3 separate regions of the Mus musculus genome follow, and regions 1 and 2 are each linked to region 3. The links are chromatin contacts, called in public Hi-C and HiChIP or PLAC-seq maps. All regions are on one chromosome and are shown on one strand. Each heading gives the region's core, a stretch centred on a gene start, on an enhancer-like site or on the middle of the called end of the contact. The rest is flanking DNA. Distances are from core to core; before and after follow the strand shown. Region 1 has its middle 5.7 kb from the start of Gm36834. Region 2 overlaps Gm36660 (a long non-coding RNA gene). Region 3 overlaps Rad51b (RAD51 paralog B).

Region 1 (4,391 bases), core at 32-2,531, 380 kb before region 3:
TCGGAACTTTGGTTCTAAGGTCAGAGCTGGATGGGACTCTGCCTTAGTTGGGATCCAAAGCCTCAAGGGGCTTGTCTTAGTCCTGCACACACATCATGACCAAGAAGCAAGTTGGGGAGGAAAGGGTTTATTCAGCTTACAATTCCATACTGCTGTTTATCACCAAGGAAGTCAGGACTGGAACTCAAGCAGGTCAGGAAGCAGGAGCTGATGCAGAGGCCATGGAGGGATGTTCTTTACTGGCTTGCCTCACCTGGCTTGCTCAGCTTGCTTTCTTATAGAACCAAGACTACCAGCCCAGAGATGGTCCCACCCACAAGGGGCCTTTCCCCTTGATCACTAATTGAGAAAATGCCTTACAGTTGGATCTCATGGAGGCATTTCCTCAACTGAAGATCCTTTCTCTGTGATAACTCCAGCTGTGTCAAGTTGACACAAAACTAGCCAGTACAGGGCTAAAGTCCTGGTTCTGTAAAACCCTGAGCTTTCCTAAAGCAATCTGTAGGGACCTAGGACTCAGGTCCCTGGAGACATCCCTGTGAAGGTCTCCTAAACTTCTCATCTCCATGTGTGTGTGTGTGTGTGTGTGTGTGTGTGTTTGTGTGTGTGTGTGTGCATGTGCGCACGTGGACATGTCTGTCTGTCTGTCTGTCTGTCTTCTCTAGGACTAACCCAGATAGCCTAGAACAGGAACAGCACATCTGCTATTCATGTCCATATGGTGGTGCAGACCCTACCTCCCTTTTCTTTATTTTTTAATTAGTATACAAGATAGTGGGGTTTAGTTTTTTCATTTTTCATACACATTTTTATTCTTGGTCCTTCCCTTTCTTAAGGAGACAGCTTTCTGGTATAGAGATAGAAGCCCCGCTTCTTGGGGACAGCTCTGACTCTCGACAGTCTTGGCAGGAGAAAAAGTGTGACTTTTTGAGAGTACAGTTTGTACTAGGACTGATCGCCCCTGCCCTCCAAGTCCTGAGGACGACGGATTAAGAGCATGGAATAAAGATGGTGACTGGATGAAATTTTAGAGCGCCTTTGCAGTGGTTTGGCCTCCTCACCAGGTGCCTGCCACCCTTTGGAAAGCTGATCCAGGAAATTTCGCACCGGAAGTCGTAGGCAGCTCCAATCAAAGCAGTCTTCCTCTAGAGCACCCTCTCCCCACTCCCTTAAAGTCTTCTCTCTTCTTTCTTAAAAATTTAAAACTCACATACAGTTCAAAATTTATCAGCACGTGTGATGCTGTGTGGGAGTTGGCTCTTTGCTTCTACCACGTGGATCCTGGGGCTTGAACTCGGGCTTTTCGCTTCCGTGGTAAGCGTCACTCACTGGAGTGTACTGCAGAGTGTCGTCCCACCCACTGTTTGAACTTTGAATTTATATGCTCAAATAATCCTCCTGCCTCAGTCCCCCAAGTAGCTGAGACTACAGATGTACACACCCTTGCTGGATTTTGAGCCCCAGTTCCTCAGCTTGTCCCCCCAAGTTAGATATCCTCCTACTCCTCCTCTTGTTCCATCTGTCTTTCAAACACTGCAAGCATGGCTCACGCCTGAGCCAAAGCCGGTTTTGCTGAGCTCATCAGAAAAGCTGCCGGTGCGGCAGCGGTGCTTGCTGGGAGAAAGTCAGTGGCCCCTGCAGGGCTCACACAGGGCTCATGGAACGGAACGGGTGTGAACTGCCACAGATTCGCTCTGGAGCCCTGAAGTCTCTCACATAAGGATGTTCAAAGGACATATTCACTCTCTAGGATCCCTTTCTTGGGTGACTTCTTGCCTCTTCCTGCCTTCTTCTGCAGCCTTTGCCTTCTTAACATCTGGGAACCCCATGATGGCATGCAAGGACTCTAGATGTCCAAGGAGCCAGCCAATCCTCCAGCCCTGCAGGCTCCATTGCCACAAGCAGTTTGAGAGCTTCTTCTTGCAAAGACAAGTAGGGAGAACACTTCCAAGCTATGCCTGTTTCTTCTTTATTTTCTGACCCCACCCCCACCCCCGGGGGTGGGGGCTGAAAAGCCAGCTGGGTTTTTCTTTTTCTTTCTTTCTTTTTTTTTTTTTTTTTGTACAGTACGTTTTGGCAGCCCCCCTTTTTTTCTGACAGAAAAAAAATAACAGGCATATTTTGGGCGATTACTCAACTGGGGTCCTTTGTGACAGGATACGCAGCTGCGTGACTAATGGAGCCGGCTTTCTCCTGGTTTCCTTCTCCTTTCAAAGCTCTTGTTTACTGCCCTATACCAAAAAGGGGGGGAAAAGCCATACGCTACAGATTTTTATATGTTAAGAAAAGCTTTGTGAAACATATAAGCTATAAATCCTATGGATAGTCCATTTCCAGCACGCCATCACCCACCCTCCACCCCAGCGTCTTTAAAGCTCTCAAGCTCTTGACTCAGGACATGGGAATTTTTTTTTCTCACTTGCGTCCCTACTTTCTTCTGAACATATGTCCAGCAGATCGTGTGTGTGTGTGTGTGTGTGCGTGTGTGTGTGTGCACATGAGTGTGCTTGCAATGGGGGGGGGGTTGGGGGGCGGGGAGCAGGATGGGAACCATATTTATGATGCTTAATTCAACAATTGCTAAAGGAAGGAGTAATGACTTCCAGGGGTTCAGGGCCTTTGTGTTTCCATAGCCTATGACAGTTTTGTGGTGTAAGCAAAAGTTATTAGAAAGCACAGGACTAGCTTAATGAAGAAAGGTATCTGTTGAATGGGGAGGGATTGCCTCTTGACAGGAAAGTCTGACTTGTTGGCTTTGGGACTCTGAAGTCTGGGCTTTCCCGGAAAAGTGTTGGAAGAGATTCTCTTTAGCTTGTTGTGTTTGACGACTGGAACTGGAAGTGTGGGTTTTGGAGAGACCACCAAATGGCTTTCTAGAGATCCATGGCTTTGTACTTCGCAAAAGTATCTGACCTCTGGGTAAGAAAAGTCACCTAGTTAGTTAGATTTCATGGAGACAGAGCCTTGGAGACCCAGCACAGGACCTGCGACTCTGTGATGGGTTTGAATTTTAGTTGCTATCTGGATGGAACTAGTCATTAATAACTCTTATGTTTCAGTTGCTTGGATGTTGGAAATTGGAATAGTGTCCTCTCTTTAATCTGCATTGGAGCAGCGTCCTCTCTTCAATTTGCTGGCGTGAGGAGGAAGACAGAAGAAGCACAAGGCAGGGCAGGATGTATAGACCTACTAACGTCTCCCAGCCAGAAGCCTGGCTCACACTTTTTCAATGGATGAGAGGGCCTGGCTACTTGAGGACCATGATGTCTAAGGATGAAGAGGAGTCAGAGAGGGGCCTGGTGTATGTTACTGCCCGTTGTCCGGATAGTCTCCAACCTTGCTCTCCCTAGTCATCATCCGCACAGCTCTCAGAATCATTACCAATCACAATCCTTTCCTACTTAGGAAACTCCCCTCCCTGTTCAACTCAGACAAAAGGCACTCTTAACCAACCACTTGCTTGCCCTATCTTCTTTGCATCTTTCCAGATACTCTTGGTTCTGGGAGGTGAACCCCAGACACAGTTTAGAGACTGTCTTCTCTGCCCTGCCTATTCTCTTTCCTCTACCTCTGCTAAACCTCCCTCAATGGCCCCCCCCTTTTTTTTTTGAACTAAGGTTTCATGCTTTCGCAGGTCTTGTCAGACTTGCCCCAGATGACGATGAATACCCATGAGGTTTTTGAAATCCCATCCCATCCCTTGACCCCTTCAGTAACTAAATAGTAGTAACCCTAAGAACTAACTGTTTGAACCTAATATTCTTGATAAAAACCAACTTGACCTGATTTGGGGAGAAACTAAAGTGAGGCTGGAGCTGGGAAACTAACGGGTGGAGGTTTACTGAGCATGTCCGTGACACAGACAGAAATAGAACCCTACGACCCGACTCCCCTCTGCCTGGGGTTTACAGTGACATCTTAGCTTGCCTATCCCAGAATAGCCTCTCCCAGGCTGACCAGCTGTGAAGTGATGTGTTGCAAAGGTTATTTTTTGCCTTGGCTTAACTCTTAAAAAAAAAAGAAAAGAAAACACCCCAAACTCCTAAACCCAGCCTAAGAAAATTCATTTCTCACAAAGCTATCCACTTGCCAAGTTTAAACGGGACCCATTACATCATGAGTGCTTTCAGGCCACATTCTCCACTTAAGACGGCACTCTGGTACCTGAACTGAGTTCAGAAATCACAGTTTTTCGAAAGAAACAGATCACTAAGTCACTCGACTGGACTGAAGCTGTTGACATTGCTTATTTGGAGATACCAAGCATTGACTGATGTCCTTTCAGTCATGTGGCCCTACACTAGCCTGCAGCTATGTAACAACGGGTATGGTCATCAAAGGCCTGGAACTCAAGGAGCTAATGGAGAGGGGCAGAGAGGGTGTCCAGGAGT
Region 2 (4,910 bases), core at 2,319-4,818, 410 kb before region 3:
GTGGTGTGTTTGTTTGTTTGTTTGTTTATTTATTTATTTATTTGGTTTTGTTGAAACAGTGTTTCTCTAGGTAACCCTGGCTGTCTAGGAACTCACACTGGGGACCAGGCTGACTTCAAACTCAGAGAACCTCCTGCCTCTGCCTCCCGAGTGCTGGGATCAAAGGTGTGCGCCACCACTGCCCAGCTACCACCAGGTATTTTTGTGAAGTCAGAAATTTGTTTCCTTTATTTAACAAGCAGAGACCTGAATTTACCTGAAAATGTCTACTTGGGAAGGAAGGAGAAGCCTGGAGGGATGGTCTCTAGTTGGATGGTGTCTGCTGCTCTCCTAAGGACAGCTGGCTTTTCCAGAACAGCTCAGGTTGGACTCTTCACTGCTTCCTGCTCTGCCCCTGACAGTGGGCACACACAGACCTTTTTTCTTAACTGAAAATACGGTTTTTTTTCCATATAATCTGCTCTGATCATAGTTTCCCCTTCCTTATCTCTTCCCAGATCCTCTCCACCCATCCAACTTTATACCTCCTCTCTCTCTCTCTCTCTCTTTAGAAAACAACAGGCAAACAAAAAATTAAATCAGAATAAAACAAAACAAAACTAAACTAAACATAGAAAAATCAGGAGGAACACACACACACCACATACACAAATACACCCATAAAACACAAAATGGGAAATTATAGTATATAAGCAAAAGACCAGGAAGGCAAAAAATAGCCAAACAAAGCATTATGAGCAAAAACAAAAAAACTTCAAAAATACCATGGAGTTCATTTACACAGTCTTTTTTTAAAAAGCCACGTGACATGTTTTCCTCAGAAAGTAGACTCCAGTAAAGGCAGGGAATGGGAAATGATTTAGCCAAGGCAAGGGGTTATGAAATACACTGTGTCAACCCCAGATTAATTTGTTGAATTGCAGTGCCCCTCCCCTGCCATGACTGTATTTGGAGACAGGACCTTTAAGGAGCTGATTACTTAAAAATGAGCCCCTTACCCTGCTGACTAGTGTGTCCTCTCACACTAGTGTATGTACATCAAGTCAAGATCAGGTGAGGGCACAAGCCAAGCCAAGAGTCCTCAGATCAAACCAGCACTGCAAATAGCTTGCTCCTGGGCCTCCAGGACGGTGAGGCAGATGAGTCTGCTGTTTAAGCCACCTGGTCTTTGCGTCTTGGTTACCAAAGCCCTAAAAAGTAAGATGGCACGTATCGGCAGAGAAGTGATGAGGCTCCCAAGGGTAAGAACAAGTCTTTGGTCCGGGGTTCCTTCAGTGCAGTCTCCTCGTAGGTCTTATGTGAATGAAGTGTGAGTATTTTTTTCCCACAGACCTCCATCTCCTGGGGACTGTGCGGCGGGTTGACAGTAAGGACAAATGGTACTCATAAACTCAATCCCACCACTCTCCTCCAGGAGTCAGGTAGGGAAGCCAGGAGTAGTTAGCCTGCAAACAGGTTGCCCTGTGGTTATCAGGGCCCAGTTGAAGGGAGTCACCAAACCCTGGAGTTTACATTCACCTGGAAGTGCCTCTCAACTGTCAAAAATTCCTTTGCCTGTGCCAAGGGCCTGAGTCAATATGCACTTCCCCCATGGGCCCTTCTTAAGGATTGCTACTCAAACAAGGCCTATTGTAGGTCTCTGAAAGCCCAAGTTCCTTCAGATATCAGACCAGAGATTATTGTCCCTATATCAAAGGACTAATAAAGGTCAACAGAGCTCAGAAAATGAATGCAGGGGTTGAATGTGGGTCAATCCTTTGGACCAGGGGGAACATGTCATCGATAAGGCTCACAGGAGGAAAATGTCCCTAATAGGGAATGTAGAACAAAATCCAAAAATCTATTTCATATACTGTTGAGTTTCAGCAGTGCTGAAGCAAAGAGCACTCCATGCTCTCGGCATAATTTGCATCATCCGGGGTCTTGCTTGTCTGCACTCCTCACTGCCCAAGAATCTGAGCTTTACTAGTGAAGAATGGCCCTTGTGTGACTGTATGTTTATGTATATTTGTGGGAAGAGCTTGTGGCAGAGACTTTGTGTGTATGTATGTGATGCAGGGTGGATGCTGGAGGAGGAAAAGGTGGGCTAGAAGAGCCAGGGCTGGAGGAGGTACAGGAGGGGGCATCGCAGCTCCAAGGACTCTCTTTGGAAAGTTGTAAGAACCTACTGCAACCTGTGTTCTTTCTCATCCAGCAGTTGCCACCCAGGGCCTCCCACTTCTTTTCTTTCCCTCCTTCTCCTCCTCCTTCTTTTGTTTGTTTTGTTTTTTGTTTTTCCAGACAGGGTTTCTCTGTAGTCTTGGCTGTCTTGGAGCTTGCTCTATAGCCTAGGCTGACCTTGAACTCAAAAAGATTTGCTTGTCTCTGCCTCTCAAGTGCTGGGATTGGAGGTGTGTGCTACCACTACCTAACCCCATTTCTTCCTCTCCAGCTGTCTCTTTTTCCCTTTTTCCCCCTCCTTTCCTTTTTCTCCCACTCCTCCTTTCCTCTCCTTAACACCCCCTCCCGTGATATGTGTCCCAGTGCTGTGTACATGGAAGTCAGAGATTGGTACTGGGTGTCTTCTGTCTCTCTCCACCTTACTTTTTTTTTTTTTTTTGACACAGGCTCTCTCATCGAAACTGTAGCTAACAGTTTTAGCTAGAGTGGCTCACCAGCAAGTTCTGGGGATCATCTCTTCCCCTGACCCAGTGCTGGGGCTGCGGGTGTGTGCTACAGTTCCTTTTTACATGAGTGTGGGGATCTGAACTCAGGTCCCCATGTTTATACAATGAACGTTATTCCCAGTGAGTTATTTCCCCAGCCAGCCCATAAGAGTTTGGTTTAATGTATTGTTCCAGAAGTTTTTTTTCTGGTGCTATCTTCCTGTTAGTTTGGCTAAGACATCTACAGGAGATGGCCAGCTTATCCATGGCCTTGGTGATCGTTTATAGGGGTTAACTTCAGTTTGCTCATTCACACAATATGAGTTTGATTTCATAGGGCTGTTGAGTTGAATAAATAAAATAAAGAGTATGTGGTACCCTTTTTACATGGTGAGAATTCAAAAATGTTAGTTTTTACTTAAATCTCAGCTAGGCAGTGTTTCACTCAGGAAGTCATTCAACAAATTTGTTGCCAATTAAGTGGTGGTAAAAGGTGCCCCCCCCTTTAGTTGAGCAACATTGTGGCCTAGATGTTCCCACCCTTATGAAATTACAGTCCAGTAGATAAGAAGCAAAGTGGAGTCAGGTGCTAGGGAAGGTTGTGACAGCATATTTTCTTAGCCTTGTTTTCTGATGTCGCCTCAATTGGCTGTGTAGCCAGATAGGAATATACGCTCAAGGGGAATTCTTTTAGCAAAACCTTGGGAACAGGACCATAGTGACTCACAGCAGGCTAAGCTCTAACAGCAGCAAATAAAGGGCTGGGAAATGGCTAAGAGACTCAAGCAGCTGTCACAACAGCCACCGTCATCTTCTGCTTATGTAGGACTCTTCTCTTGCAAGCTAAGTGCTTTGTAGATAGACATTACTCAGTGAATTCTCACAGCTTCCTTCTGGGGCAGGGAGGAGGCAGAGATTATTAGAAATGAGGAAACAGGCTTGGCAGGAGTATAACCGCCGTGTCTGAAGTCATACAGCTAGCACATGCTCTGGTCCCTGGATTGGCTTGCCCAACTTGTAGCGCATTGGCTTACTTGGTGTCCATAGGACAGTGAGGTTGGGGAGTTGTGTAACTGGGAAGCACATGTATAGGTGATGGATAGGAAAACCTCACAACTATGCTTCCCAAACACTATTTCTGGTTCTTCACTCTGTTTTGCATGGGTAGCCTTAAACATCATGTGTAGAGACACTACTGCTTGGTCCCTTCCTTATTCGTCCTTGGGATGTTCCAGTGATGGGAACTTGGAGGGAAAGTGGTGTTACGGTTTTTGTTTTTTTTTCTGTGACTTTGGTTATCTGGACTAGCCAATTGTGACCCACATACATTACATAGAAAAATTCCTGAAAGAGCAAGTTTAAGATTGTAGGCTGTAAGGAGTGGCATGGTGAAGAAATCTTGCTCCAAATGAAGCACACGATCCTCCCTCTGATATGTCTTCAGAGGGTCAGTTGTAGCCTAATGCTACGTCACCACGTGGACATCAACTCAGTCCATTATCTCCCATCATTACCAGAAGCACTAGAACACTGTAGCAAGACAGTTGAGGGAAAAAAAAGATCATCTCCACATATCTTTTATTATAGCATCTTGTTATAATGGCTCTGTTTTATTATTTGTTATTGCTGTCAATCTCTTGCTACATCTAAGTCACGCATTAAACCCTATCATAGGTATGTATGTAAGAGGAGCCTAGGTAGAATTCAGTGCTACCTATGATGTCAGGAGTTCACCGAGGGCCTTGAAAAGTCCCTCCTGCACAACTGGCGGTTATCATGTAGAAGAATGCGAATTGATCCATTCCTATCTCCTTGTACTAAGGTCAAATCTAAGTGGATTAAGGAACTCCACATAAAACTAAGACACTGAAACTTATAGAGGAGAAAGTAGGGAAAAACCTAGAAGATATGGGTACAGGAGAAAAATTCCTGAATAGAACAGCAATGGCTTGTGCTGTAAGATCGAGAATCGACAAATGGGACCTCATAAAATTGCAAAGCTTCTGCAAGGCAAAAGACACTGTCAATAAGACAAAAAGGCCACCAACAGATTGGGAAAGGATCTTTACCTATCCTAAATCAGATAGGGGACTAATATCCAATATATATAAAGAACTCAAGAAGGTGGACTCCAGAAAATCAAATAACCCCATTAAAAATGGGGCTCAGAGCTAAACAAAGAATTCTCACCTGAGGAATACCGAATGGCTGAGAAGCACCTGAAAAAATGTTCAACATCCTTAATCATTGGGGATCAAAACAACC
Region 3 (4,713 bases), core at 1,181-3,680:
TGAAAACTACAATTAAAAATACTGTGCATATTTGGATGAAGTGAGGAGGAAGCGCTCTGTCAAAGTTTGATCAAGGGTAGAGCCTTGTTAGACTTCCTAACAGGCAGTCTCCTACTCCGGCACTTCCCTCACGTCAGGGTCCTCAGCACACTACCTCAAGCACCATTTCAATGGCCAGTTTGCCTCTGTCATTTCCTTATTAAGTGATGTAGAGATCCCTGTTTGATCACTTTCGGTGATCGTACCCATACTATCACACCTGTGTGACAGGTGAGGAAAAGTGAGCTTAAAAGTTTATAAAGATAAGACAACAAGAGAGTCGGAGCTTGGACTCAGTACCTGAATCCAGCCAGACCTATGAAACATGAAGACAACTTTCTTAACCAGAGTTACATTGCCTCTATCGCTTTTGATCTCCACCGTACATCTTCACTTTACAGATAAGAGAAGTGAATGTCAGAAAGGTTAAATCATTCTCTGAAGACACACAGCCACACTGGGATCCAGCCCAGGGCACAAGCTTTCCACTACTACTACACTACGTGACCATAGGTACACAAAGCCCTGACCATCTTGCAGCTAGAGCTGGGTGATCTGTGAGGGGCATCAGGGAAGGACTGTGGGAGGCTGCAGAGGTAAACTTTTCCTCCACACGGGAAAAGCACTTAACCTTCTGTTCCAGACTTTCTAATGAGGAAGAAATAGGACCCAACACTGAGTTTTGTTGCCTAGCTTCCCCTACCAATGGCCCTGGGTTTAGCCATTTTCCCCTTCTGGATCATAAGTGCATTTAAGGTCCAACGACACATCCGTGGAGCCTCTCTTAGATGGGCACACCACAAAGTAAGGGCCTTGAAGAAGCAGAAGCGTCTAGTTGGTGATTGAAGTACAGTGGTGAAACTTTATTGGCAAGGATATAATACAGTATTACTTGGTCTTTTAATACATGTCTACTTTGGCTTACCTGTCAAGCCCTGGGGAAAAGGTGAGTGATGCTGTTTCCGGGCTGCAGCTGTGCAGGACCAGACGCTTCCGATTAAGGGAACAAGTGAACCGAAAACCTTGATCCAAGACATGTGCTTCAGTCCTAGACCACACATTTCAGCATATGAGGAGGGGAGGGGAAGGAATAGGGATGGAGGGCAAGGTAAATGCCTTCAGATCTAATCCTCAATGAGTCCAGATGTGGTTGGGGATTAGACAAGCTTCTGGGTTAGGAGACTGCAATAGAGAACAGGTCAAACAAAGAATGGTCTGCCCTTGAAGAGTGGGTCCTCAATCAGCGTCTAGCAATAATAAGGAAACCAGGAGGAGGGCAGGAGAGTTTCAGATAGATTGGGGGTTCTGAATAAAGAAAGCACTGAACATGAAGAACGATGGGTGGCTGCTACCAAGAGAAGCCATTTAGGCTGAGTTCTGAGGGGCAGTCCTGAGTTTCCAGGGAATTCATGGTAGAATCCCAGCCAGGAAGATGAACGTAAGGATCCTGGGAGAAACAGGCTTGTGATCATCTCGGTACCCAAAGACCACGGTGCTGCAGGCTAGTGATCAAGGATCAGGGTCAATGAAACGGGTGGGGCAGAGTCAGCACCCTGGCTCCGATGACACTGACTTAGAGTTTGGTTTTAGGATGGTAAGAAACCAGGGATGGGTTTGAAGAGAACACTGGCACTATCTGAGTTATGTTTTAGAATATGTTTGGTCTGAAATATAAAGTCCTGCCCATAAAGGTACAGCTTTTGTGTCCTGTGTAACCTGCTTAAAATATTCATGAGTGTCTAATACTGAGTTTGAGAAAAATAAGAGGCTCCTAAGAGTTGAGAGAACTACAGAGAGCTCGGCGCTGAAGTCCGAGCAGCATAGTAGAGAACGGCCCACAAAGGTCTGATGGGACTGCACCTGCTCCAGATGGATCCTAATCGTGAGGATGGTACAGACAGAATACTGCCCTCTCTCTGGAAGTGCCCAAATAGAATCCAGATCATTCCAGGCCGGGTAATGGCCTAACTCTTTTAACGAGCAAGTACTTAACGCATCTCTACAGAGCAAGGATGGAAACGTGAATATTGCAAAAGTTAAAGATGCAATGGGCCTTTGACGATTGATGTGAAAGTTCTACACAGAAGATAAACCACAAGAAGGAAAATATCAACAGTGACACAAAGCTGCACATGTGCATGCGCATGCACACACACACACACACACACACACACACACACACAGCCCAACCAGGCTCTCCTGATTCCTGGCTCATCACCATCTTAAGTGAATATATGTCCAAAGCCAGTGCTTTAGGATTCTGATAGTGACGGGCTGTTTTTCAGATGCCTGCTGGAATTCTGTAGATCCTGCTATTATTACCCTAAGACAAAGGTTATCTATAAACAGCCACTTGGCAGAATCCACTTCAACAGAGTCAATCTCTTCCAACCACCACCAGTTTCGCTTCCCTGTGGGGAAGCTACAAAATGTACACAGGGGAAGTGAGAATGTCGTGCTGACGGCCAGTTCTTTTTTGAAAATGCACAATCCACACAATGATATCCATGGGTACACAGAGGCAAACGGCAGCAACAGTGTGTGTGTGTATACACAATCTATTACCTCAGTTTTTAAAAGTGAGATCTGAACCTTTTTGTAGGTTTGCCTATAAAATGTCAGAAATACCTCACAGACAAGGAAGATATAAGTGACCTGGTCTCTCTAGCTATTAGGAAATTCTTTCTCTTCTCTTCTCTTCTCTTCTCTTCTCTTCTCTTCTCTTCTCTTCTCTTCTCTTCTCTTCTCTTCTCTTCTCTTCTCTCCTTCCTTTCTTTCTTTCTTTCTTTCTTTCTTTCTTTCTTTCTTTCTTTCTTTCTTTCTTTCTTTCTTTCTTTTTCCCCCAAGGAAAACAAATAGAATTCTATCAGAAGCTTGGTTAGTCCCTCTGCTCCATTCCAATAAAAATGATAGGTAAGTCAATTGTTCAAACAGCAGTGACTTACACATCAGCTGACATACTATAGAGGAGCATCTTAACTGAAAAATTCAGATTTATCCAAAGAAAAATGGAAACCACAAAGCTGACAAGTTCAGTGGGTGCTTGAGCATGACATAAATCATTCGAGTATGACCAGCATGACAGAGTCAGAGCCAGAGCCATTGAGAACATTTTACATTATAGGTTATATCCAAAGTAAAGTAAGTGATCTGTGTTAACTGAGAAACACCAGCCAAGTGAATTGTTCATCTATATTGTCAGCTAGAGGCAGAAGACTGAATTCTGAACCCTTAAGCCAAATATTTCAAAATATAACTTCATCTCCATCCTTGAGGACCAGCCTTCAAGGATCTGTGTGGGCACGATGAGAGGATGGCAGCATCTCACTACAGGACTAAAGTCTGCAAGTACCACTCTTCTAAGTGAAACCAATATTTTCTAAATAGTTACTTGGACTGTACATAACTATTTCTCTTCTATGACTTCTTTGGATTTTTCATGATGGATTTATAAGATAGAAAAATAGATATCATCTCCACAGATGCATGAAAACAGTAAGGCTCAGAAGTTTCTGGAATTGTTCTAGCAGATGTAAGATCTGAATCTCAAATTTTGATGATGTTCAACTCTCATTATTTCGATCTTGTTGACCAAACTATAAATTAAAATGAAACCTTAGCAAAACAGTTGATCCATGTTTGCCCAGGGCCAAGGAGGGGGACGACCGACTACAGAGTTGCTCAGGGAAACGTGCTAGGTTATAGGATCTCTGTTAGGTATACATATTCTCCGAAATTCATTAAGCTATGCACTTTATTAGATGTAAATTGAATTTTAGGAAATGACATTAATCTGATCTTCAAGTTTTCCTTTCATAAATAAGAGAAATCACTCATCTCACTCTGTGTCTACTGCCTTGGCATAGGAGACCCATTCTTTCTTTGAATTTCCCACTGGCCACCATGCTCTCTCTGTCATAACCCTTCGTGTTAAATGTGACCACATTAAATTACATTCCTAGACTTGCATAGATTTTTTTTTCATACAATACTAAATGCTTTTGTCTTATTCAAGTTGCCTAAATTGAGGTATATCTCTAATATTTTTGGTTGCCATGGCGTTCCTCTTGTTAGGGGGACTATGGGGAACCAAATCAGCTGGATTGTTCATCCTTAGAATTCACAATCAAAAGAGTAAAACCAGCTGGGCGTGGTGGCATAAGCCTTTAATCCCAGCACTTGGGGGGCAGAGGCAAGTGGATTTCTGAGTTCGAAGCCAGCCTGGTCTACAGAGTGAGTTCCAGGACAGCCAGAGCTACACAGAGAAACCCTGCCTCAAAAAAACAAAAACAAACCAAAACAAACAAACAAACAAAAAAACCAAACCAAACCAACCAAACAAACAAAAAAGAGTAAAACTTTCCTCCAAAAAAGCAACATATTTTCTGAAAGCACAATATTCTCCTCCTTCGAAATGTATTTCCACCCATTGTATTTAAATAAAAGGCACTGAGAAGGGGTTCTGTGTCTCTGTAGTGACTTCCACAATTCACAGTACTACACAAAAAATGATGTCCTGACCCTTCTGATAAAATAACCTTTACAGCTCTTCAAAGCACTTTCTGAAATGTTCTCATATTTATTTCTGCCCTGAAGGAACAACATTATGGGGATGATATTGTATCAACCCTGTGGTACAGAGATCCCAGGTCAACAGAATATCTAACTTTTCAG

What was found. Hi-C and Micro-C count contacts between places; a contact is called where the count stands out from the background. HiChIP or PLAC-seq counts read pairs in DNA pulled down with a chosen protein or histone mark.
Region 1: a contact with region 3 is called in an H3K27ac HiChIP or PLAC-seq map of regulatory T cells, with 5 times the contacts expected there. The contact joins two enhancer-like sites. A contact is called at or near these places in 8 of 484 Hi-C or Micro-C datasets (B cells, CD4 T cells, bone marrow-derived macrophages and 4 more) and 12 of 115 datasets of contacts at active chromatin or transcription factors (bone marrow-derived dendritic cells, bone marrow-derived macrophages, craniofacial prominence and 8 more).
Region 2: a contact with region 3 is called in a Hi-C map of bone marrow-derived macrophages, with 21 read pairs. The contact joins two enhancer-like sites. A contact is called at or near these places in 2 of 484 Hi-C or Micro-C datasets (bone marrow-derived macrophages and nephron progenitors), 2 of 115 datasets of contacts at active chromatin or transcription factors (bone marrow-derived dendritic cells and embryonic stem cells) and 1 of 9 other capture datasets (embryonic stem cells).

The regions. Positions count from the first base shown.
Region 1 is chr12:80,011,716-80,016,106 of GRCm38.p6, reverse strand. No RefSeq gene overlaps it. Among named protein-coding and RNA genes, the nearest start is that of Gm36834, 5.7 kb to the left of the region's middle. Within about 2 kb of position 1,281, at least 109 of the 459 cell types and tissues checked have an H3K27ac peak or open chromatin away from gene starts, as enhancers often do. A contact at or near this core is called in bone marrow-derived macrophages, centrocytes, macrophages and 3 more, where this site is marked.
Region 2 is chr12:80,045,424-80,050,333 of GRCm38.p6, reverse strand. All of the region lies in intron 3 of Gm36660 (a long non-coding RNA gene), which reads left to right. Among named protein-coding and RNA genes, the nearest start is that of Gm36834, 28 kb to the right of the region's middle. Within about 2 kb of position 3,568, at least 54 of the 459 cell types and tissues checked have an H3K27ac peak or open chromatin away from gene starts, as enhancers often do. A contact at or near this core is called in bone marrow-derived macrophages, where this site is marked.
Region 3 is chr12:79,631,413-79,636,125 of GRCm38.p6, reverse strand. All of the region lies in intron 7 of Rad51b (RAD51 paralog B), which reads right to left. Among named protein-coding and RNA genes, the nearest start is that of Gm36048, 170 kb to the left of the region's middle. Within about 2 kb of position 2,430, at least 55 of the 459 cell types and tissues checked have an H3K27ac peak or open chromatin away from gene starts, as enhancers often do. A contact at or near this core is called in bone marrow-derived macrophages, centrocytes, macrophages and 3 more, where this site is marked.